Regions from separate parts of the Mus musculus genome. Here region 1 is linked to region 2. Evidence: chromatin contacts called from public HiChIP or PLAC-seq data. All regions are on one chromosome and are shown on one strand. Each heading gives the region's core, a stretch centred on a gene start, on an enhancer-like site or on the middle of the called end of the contact. The rest is flanking DNA. Distances are from core to core; before and after follow the strand shown. Region 1 overlaps Gm41361 (a long non-coding RNA gene). Region 2 has its middle 8.5 kb from the start of Apobec3.

Region 1 (4,133 bases), core at 1,120-3,619, 150 kb after region 2:
TCCTGCCATGATGATAATGGACTAAACCTCCGAAACGGTAAGCCAGCCCCAATTCAATGACTGTCTTTTTTTATATATATATTTTTATTAGGTATTTTCCTCATTTACATTTCCAATGCTATCCCAAAAGTCCCCCATACCCTCCCCCCCACTCCCCTACCCACCCACTCCCACTTTTTGGCCCTGACGTTCCCCTGTACTGGGGCATATAAAGTTTGCAAGTCCAATGGGCCTCTCTTTCCAGTGATGGCTGACTAGGCCATCTTTTGATACATATGCAGCTAGAGTCAAGAGCTCAGGGGTACTGGTTAGTTCATATTGTTGTTCCACCTATAGGGTTGCTGATCCCTTTAGCTCCTTGGGTACTTTCTCTAGCTCCTCCATTGGGGGCCCTGTGATCCATCCAATAGCTGACTGTGAGCATCCACTTCTGTGTTTGCTAGGCCCCGGCATAGTCTCACAAGAGACATCTATATCTGGGTCCTTTCAGCAAAATCTTGCTAGTGTGTGCAATGGTGTCAGCGATTGGAAGCTGATTATGGGATGGATCCCCGGATATGGCAGTCTCTAAATGACTGTCTTTTTAAGAGTTGCCTTGGTCCTGGTGTCTCATCACAGCAATGGAAGCCCTAACTAAGATGTTCATGAAAACCGGTATCAAACTTGCTGAATACATCTGAAGATCTATGTTCCATCCTTGGAGCCCACAGTGAAAGGAGAGAACCGACTCCTGAAAGCTGACCTCTGACCTCCACCGATGCACCGGGGCATGTAGGTATCCACACACAATATAATAACCAATAACATAATATTTAGTGAAAAGAAGGCTGGGGACGTACCTCAGAGGTACAGTGCTTCTCTGATGTGTTTGAGGCCTACCAGAAAAAGGAATGTTGGCATTTTCGGTGCAGATGAGGAAAAGAAGTCTGGAGCAGGCAGGTCATCTGTAGGAGGCTGCCCACTCATCCCCACATCCTACCGCTGCTGAAGGAGGAAAAGCCATAGAATGCCCAGCCCTTCCGTGTCTGATCCCAGAAACCCAGGGCCAAGGGGGCAGTGCCTTGCCTCTCTGTGCCTCAGTTTCCTCGAGTCTAACACTGGAATGACCGCAGGCAATCAATCATGACCTCTGCTGCTCCTTCCCAGGTTCCTGTCCTGAACCCTGAATTGAGCTGGTTCCTTTAAAAGAGATCCCACCAAGCTGGGCGTGGTGGCGCACGCCTTTAATCCCAGCACTTGGGAGGCAGAGGCAGGTGGATTTCTGAGTTCAAGGCCAGCCTGGTCTACAGAGTGAGTTCCAGGGCAGCCAGGGCTACACAGAGAAACCCTGTCTCAAAAAAACAGAGAGAGAGAGAGAGAGAGAGAGAGAGAGAGAGAGAGAGAGAGAGAGAGAGAGAGAGAGAGAGAGAGAGAGAAAGAAGAAGAAGAAGAAGAAGAAGAAGAAAGAAGAAGAAGAAGAAGAAGAAGAAGAAGAAGAAGAAGAAGAAGAAGAAGAAGAAGAAGAAGAAGAAGAAGAAGAAGAAGAAGAGAGACAGAGAGAGAGACCCCACTATAGAAGGCCCCTTAGAAGGGTCAGGAGTCCCCGTGAGGAAGACATTGAAGGACATGAACTACATTAGCTGCTTTTCTGTCCCTGTGATCAAGTGGCCTGAAAGGAGATTTTGTTTTGTTCGAGACAGGGTTGCCCTGTGTAACCATTCTGGAGGTCCGGAAATTCACTTTGTAGACCCGGCTGGCTTTGAACTCACATAGACCTGCCTGCCTCTGCCTCTGCCTCCCAGGCACTGTGGTTAAAGATGTGAGCCACCACGCCTGGCTTGAGATTCATTTTTGTTTGTGGTGTTAAAGAGGAGGTAGGAGGAACAGAGAGCACTTTGCATACAGTGGCTTAGGATGCAGACAAGGAAACTGCCCGTGGGACTGTCTCTTTCTTCCTTAACAGGCCCCAGTCTACCAGACAGCCTCAAGCACGTGCAAGGCAGGTCTCTCCTGTGTTCATTCTCTCTGAAAACATCCTCATAGACACGCCCAGAGGTGTCCCTCCATCTCCGGGGTGAATCGAAAGCCAGTTAAGTTGACACTTGTCAGCCATTGTTCTGGGTGTGATGGCATAGCCTTTAACCCCAGAACTCGGGACACTGATGCAGGAGGGTCTACCGTACAGTCAAAGCCAGCCTGACTTACCTCATGAGTTCCAGACCAATCAATGTCATATAGACTCTGGAGAAGAAAAAAAAAATGTTAACTTTCACAAGAATGGTTAAGAGAGAGCACCATTCCAGACTGGAGGAGGAGCAAATACAGAGGCCCAGTGGTGGGGACAGTTTGCTCATTAAAGAAGAGGACAAGGGGGAAGTGAGCAAGGAGGTCAGTGGCAGGGGATGTGTCAGACAAGCCAGGGTACTGCCTGCTTCCCAATTCCCTCCCCACTGTGTGACCTTTGGCCCCACCTACCTCTCACTCTAGCCTGGATTTCCCCTTCCCTTTGTGGGTGGGAAGGCAGCAGCTACATCCTTTCCTAGATGGTGCCCTGGGTGGCCTCATCCATCCTTCCAGAGAGGTGTGGGGACCCCAGCAGCCACTGTCCCTGCAGCTCCCTCTCTCTTTTGTTGTTCACAGCTTCCTAGGAGCTTAGGACTCACAACACAGAGCTTAGGACTCACCCAGCCTACAGTGTCCCTCCTGCCCTTCTCTGGCTAATCAGACCTGTTCTGTGCCCTGGTCATCCTGGGGTAGGAACAGAGGGTGAGTCTTAATGTCTATCCCCCAAGGACTGGCACAGGACTGGTCTCTGAGAAGCATCTTGATGGACGGACATGAACGGATTGGGCACTGTGTCAGAACAAGAAACCAGGGTCCCCCTGATAGTTGACTGCGCTCATGTTCATGGGCAAAGAGCTCCTTCCCTAATTTAGGAGTCTAGAGCCACGCTGGGCCCCCACATTAATCTGCAGGGACCTTGGGAAGCCTTGGGCTTTATGAGAACAGAGAAGTTAGAAGAGTCTCAGCTCTCAAAGCACAAGCCCCAAGGTTGGATGTGGAGCGCACAGCCTGGGTCAAAGCCTGGCCTTGGTCACTGTCAGCTGTGTGATGTCATATGATTTACTTTAATATCTCTGAGCTTGTTTCTATGGCTGAATGGGCTGAGCCTTAGTGTCTATCTCAAGGATTCCCGAGTGTTTATGGGATGATGCAACAGAAACACTATCACACAGGAGTCAAAGTTAAGTCTTAGGGGTGTGTGTGTGTGTGTGTGTGTGTGTGTGTGTGTGTGTGTGTGTGTGTGTAAGTTGTGTATGTGGGGGGGATGGTGTGAGGGGGTAGGTTGTATGTGGGTGTGTGGTATATGTGTGTATGTGTGTGTGGTGTGTATGTGTGTGGTGTATGTATGGTGTATGTGTATGGTATGTGTGTGTATATGTGTGTGGGGTGTATGTGGTATGATTGTGTGTATGTGTGTGTGGTGTATATATGTGTGGCACGTGTGTTTATGTGGTGTGTGTATATGTGTGTGTGATGTATGTGTTTGTATATGTGGGGGGATTGTGTGTATGTGTGTTGTATGTGTGTTTGTTTGTATGAATGGGTTTGTATAAGGGGGTGTTTGTGTGTGTATATGAATAGGGGGTATGATATGTATGTGTGTGGAATATATGTATGATGTATGAGTGTGTGTGTGTTCAGGAATCAGACATGCCTGTACCTAATAACTGCAGCAGAGCAGCAGACTGGCTGTATCCCAGGCTGCTGTTCTGAGGTTTCTACAGTGTCTGGAAGTGCAGGAAGACACGTTGGCAGTGTGGCAGTGACAGGCATCGCTAGCTGAGAGCATGCTTGTTCAGGATGTGTGTGGCCTGTCTGTACACAGGGTCTCTGTGGACATCCACACTGCTACCCAGAGGCAGCCTCCACTCTGCCCTCATGCCCACCTTCTGCAAGCAGATTGTATCACTGAGAACTGAGAGGGACTCCGAGGACAAAAGTTCTCAGTGGTGTGAGCCTCTAGAGCCCTGGGGACAGCCTTGCACACACACACTCTACTCCAGGGACAGGGCTGGAAACAATGTAGAATAGACAGGAGAGGTGTCAGCGACACCAGTGCAAAGAACAGCCTCTTGTACCCTTGTCCCTGA
Region 2 (4,265 bases), core at 576-3,075:
GACTGAAGGTGGCTCATCCCACTGTTCTTCTAGGTGCTCCCCTCGCTTGGCCGCAAGCGCCTTTATCTGTGAGCCCTCTCTCTGACCCTTAGACATCGTGTATTCGTTGTTATAGATAAAGAACCATTTGGCAACATTGATTCACCTTTTAAAGTCATAGATACAATGTAATATAATAGCAACTAAGCATACTCAACAACAAACCAGTAACCTGAAAGCAGAAGCCCTAGACCAATCAGAATCTTCCTCATTCCTTTCTACGCAAGGTATCTCCTCTAAGTGGTAGCTTCTAAGATTTTATTTTTGCATTGTAGCTTAAATTGTAATACGGGGGGAGGGGGGGCAGACAGGAGGGCAGGTGGTAGAATCTGGGCAGAGTATAGGACCAAGCAGGGCTACATAGTAAAACTCTAATTTTCTACTTTATTTTCAAGGTTCTACAACAGGTTTTGGGTATGTTTTGAGTGCTTTCATACAGGAAAGAAATAGAGGCAAATGGTAAAAATAATTCAATCATTGAGAGGAGAATATTACTGGATTTCTAGACTGTGATATGCTGTTTTCTAAATTTTCTTTACCTCCGTTACTGTCTTGTGAAATAGGGACTCACTGTTCAGCCCTGGCTTAGAGGGAACTTACTATGTGGGTTGGCCTTGAACTCAGAGATCTGCAAATGCCCAGATTAAAGGTCTGTGCCACTTGATCGTCCCCCTTTCCCTCCATTCTTAACTAAATATTCTCATCACCCAGTTAGTAACCGAATGACAGAGGATAGGCTGAAATTTAGCAAATGGTCTTTTGTGTCCCAGCTAGGACCCTGATGCTAACCAGGGACCCTGATCTACCAGAATGTGTCCACCTTAAGGTCAGGATATAAAGGTAACCTTGACACCGGCACACAGTAGCAATTCCCTCCCTTTCCTTGCCGTATTTATTGGCACAGACGTTCAGAGACCGTGACCACAACTGAGTGGCAGTGGCAGGGAGACGCGCAGGCTCAGGATTGCTCCCAGAATCCGCACCCCCACCCCTCTTTGGGTACAGGATGGAATCAGATTTTCCATCTTTGAGGTACGCTGTGAACATGTGATTTGCTTTGGCCAATGCAATGTGAGCATAGATGACATCACTTCCATACAAAAAGCTTTAAGATCCATAGCAATCAGCATCTCTAGGTGTTGCTGGCCCACTGAGGGCCACTGAGTGCAAATGCATGATGGGACCCCCGCCCCAGGAATACTTAGCATATGTGGAAAAAGGCTTCCTGGAGTCAAACCCCTTGGTTCTTGGTTCACCTAACCTGGTGGCCCAAAGGAAAGCCACTGGTTAACAGGATGCGCGTCTGTTGCCAGGCTCCCTCTCTGAAAACCTGCACCTGCCTTCTCGAATCCCAAGTCTGGGCCCTTCCGTTCTCTCTTGCTCGGGATCTCGGTGCTCCCCTTACTCAAGCCAGCCTTGCGTTTGCTCCTTACTAATCACGCACTGGATATTAGGAATATTCTCCGATATTGGTATAGATTCGTAGCTTGCAAAACTATTCAATCGCAGTCTTTTATCACCGGAGACATCGCTGGCCCATGATATAACTAGTTTGAAATGTCAGCGCCCACGTGCCGTTCTGAGCTCTGAGGTGCATAGCCACCCAAATCTGCACAATCTTGTCACAGGGGTGAAGGTGGCGGCAGGGATTGCGGCTCCCCGGACCCCGGCGCCCCCTGCAGGCGGCGGCCGGAGAAGCAGCGGCGGCGGGGACAACAAGAGGACCCGCCCTGGCGTCCCAACAGGAGACTGCGCAGCTGCAGGGTGAATGGCGCGGCCGCATCCTCCGCTGGGCTGTTTTCCCGGAGGCTGACCCACCAGCGGAACCAACGGAAAATCTGGGGGTGGCCTGGGCCGAATAGAGCGAACCAAGTCTGCAAATTCCATTGTGTTTCCAGTCTCGGGGCTTTGAAACAGGAAGGGAGAAATGGGTCCTGCGCATCAGGCGCCAAACTGCAGCGTACTGCAGAGCATGAGCAAGCGAACTAGGTTGTTCCTTAGGAATTCAGGCCAGAGCCCCGACATGACCAAGCGGGTTCTGTTCTGGCCAAGAGAGCGGGCTTTGAGCCCCGTGGTCAACGTCAAAATGGCCCTGAAGCTGAAATCCTTGTAGATCAGTTAATGATAAAATTAATAATAATAATAATAATAATAATAATAATAATAATAATAATAATAATGTAAATAAAATGATAGATGATCAATGGGTGACCAATAGATAGTAGATAGGTGATAACTTGATAGATTGGTAATAAATGGTATAGATGAATGGATGATAAATGGTAGACAATAGGTAGATAGATGGTATATAAAAGATTCATGTATACATGCTGGGTAGATAATTCCAGCTTTCAAGTTCAAAGTCAGCCTAATGAGGCCCAGTGTCAAAACAACACCACAGCAAAAGACACTATCTGGTTTGTTCCGTGTACTTAGCTGTGCCCTCACCTCACCGTGTGTGTGTGTGTGTGTGTGTGTGTGTGTGTGTGTGTGTGTGTGTATTTAAACTGCTTTCTCCTGGACCACACTGGACATTACTCTGGTTTTATTTTATTGTTGTTGTTGGTTTTTGGCTTTTGTTTTGTTTGTGTTTATGTTTATTTCTCTCATTTATATTATGTATGTGAGTACACTGCAGCTGTCTTCAGACACATCAGAAGAGGGCATAGGATCCCATTACAGATGGTTGTGAGCCACCATGTGGTTGCTGGGAATTGAACTCAGGACCTCTGGAAGAGAAGTCAGTGCTCTTAACCTCTGAGCCATCTCTCTGGCCTCTGGTTTGTTTTTTTGTTTTTGTTTTTTTCTTTTGAGACAAGGTTTCCTCTGAGTAGCTCTTGATACATCTGCCTCTACCTCCTCAGTGCTGGGATTAAAGGGGTGTGCCACCAGTGTCCCCGCCTAGTGGCATCCTCTAAAAGTCAGACCTGCTTCCCTGACGTGCTATTTATTTCCCAACCTGAACCCACTGCAAGCTGTCTGGGGATGTGGCTGAGTCAGTAAAACACTTGCTAGCCTAGCACTCTTGAGGCCCTGGGCTTGATCCTGAGCATCACATACACTAACTATAGTCTTCATAAACACGTGATACTGTTGGCTAGAGATGAGATGGACCCCGTCCTCTGCAGCAGCTGAGGAAGGATGGCCTTGCTTTGTCCTAGAACCTATTTGGAGAACAAGTTCAAGGAACCAGGAGGAGAAGGCTGACACCCACAGAGTAGTGGTCACTCCTGGACACCTGTGAACACGGCAGGCATTACCAAGTGGCATCAGGTGGTGATGGATGTGGGCCCTGGCAGGTGGTGGGTCACACAGGCTCGTCTGCACTTCTGTTCTATAAGTGAGAACTTTAGTAGAGTTCCTTCAGTGCTGGATGCGGGCCCCAGCTGACTTGTTAGTTTATTGTGTTATTATTATATTAGCTATCATTATAGCCAAATATAAAGAATGCTTGGCTCCTGGGGGAGCAATGACTGGAATGTAAATAAGTTTTTTTTTTTTTTAAAGAATGCTTGACCCACACATGCTGAGGATTATATAAATATTCACTGTTGCCCGGAGTCAAGGCACAAGCTGAAAATCTGAGCACTTGGAAGGAGGAAGCAAGACGATCAAGAGTGTGAGGTCATCTTACACTATGCAATGAGTCTGAGGTCAGCCTGGGCTATCTGAGACCTGGTCTCAGCCAGCAAACAAACAAACAAACAAACAAACAAACAAACAACCCCACAGATAGAAGCACTGAGCATGGCGAACCAAGCGTCTCCAGAATCCAAATGGTGGGAAGAAAGAACTGACCCTTGAAAGCAGCCCTCTGCCCTTCACATGTAGGTTACATAGCATACATATGTGCATTCATTCACACACTGTGATGGCTATACTTGGTTGTCAACTTGACTATCCGGAATGAACTACAATCCAAAGATGAAAGGCACAGCTGAGATCCCAAGCTTGAGGAAGGAAGACACCTTTACTCCAGGCCATGTCTTCTGCTGGAAGCCTAGACAAGGACAACGGAAGAAGGAAGGTCTTCCTGCTCTGTCTGCCTGCCCTCATCCTGTTGGCACATCCATTCTTTTGCTGCTATTAGAGCAGACTTCTGGATTCCACCATTTACAAGAGACCTTGGGGGACTGATAAGGTACTAGACTTTTCGACTTTCCATTCATAGCTGGCCATTGTTGGATTAGTTGGACTGTAGACTGTAAATCATTCAAATAAATTTG

What was found. HiChIP or PLAC-seq counts read pairs in DNA pulled down with a chosen protein or histone mark.
Region 1: a contact with region 2 is called in an H3K27ac HiChIP or PLAC-seq map of microglia, with 4 times the contacts expected there. The contact joins two enhancer-like sites. A contact is called at or near these places in 2 of 39 promoter capture datasets (the SN4741 cell line and embryonic stem cells), 6 of 115 datasets of contacts at active chromatin or transcription factors (the SCID.adh cell line, embryonic stem cells, microglia and 2 more) and 3 of 9 other capture datasets (adipose tissue, liver and macrophages).

The regions. Positions count from the first base shown.
Region 1 is chr15:80,032,657-80,036,789 of GRCm38.p6, forward strand. It overlaps Gm41361 (a long non-coding RNA gene), which reads left to right. Exons shown (of 4, transcript XR_875489.3): 1 at 1-37; 2 at 619-771. Among named protein-coding and RNA genes, the nearest start is that of Gm41361, 2.7 kb to the left of the region's middle. Within about 2 kb of position 2,370, at least 25 of the 459 cell types and tissues checked have an H3K27ac peak or open chromatin away from gene starts, as enhancers often do. A contact at or near this core is called in microglia and pancreatic cancer cells, where this site is marked.
Region 2 is chr15:79,881,731-79,885,995 of GRCm38.p6, forward strand. No RefSeq gene overlaps it. Among named protein-coding and RNA genes, the nearest start is that of Apobec3, 8.5 kb to the right of the region's middle. Within about 2 kb of position 1,826, at least 228 of the 459 cell types and tissues checked have an H3K27ac peak or open chromatin away from gene starts, as enhancers often do. A contact at or near this core is called in microglia and pancreatic cancer cells, where this site is marked.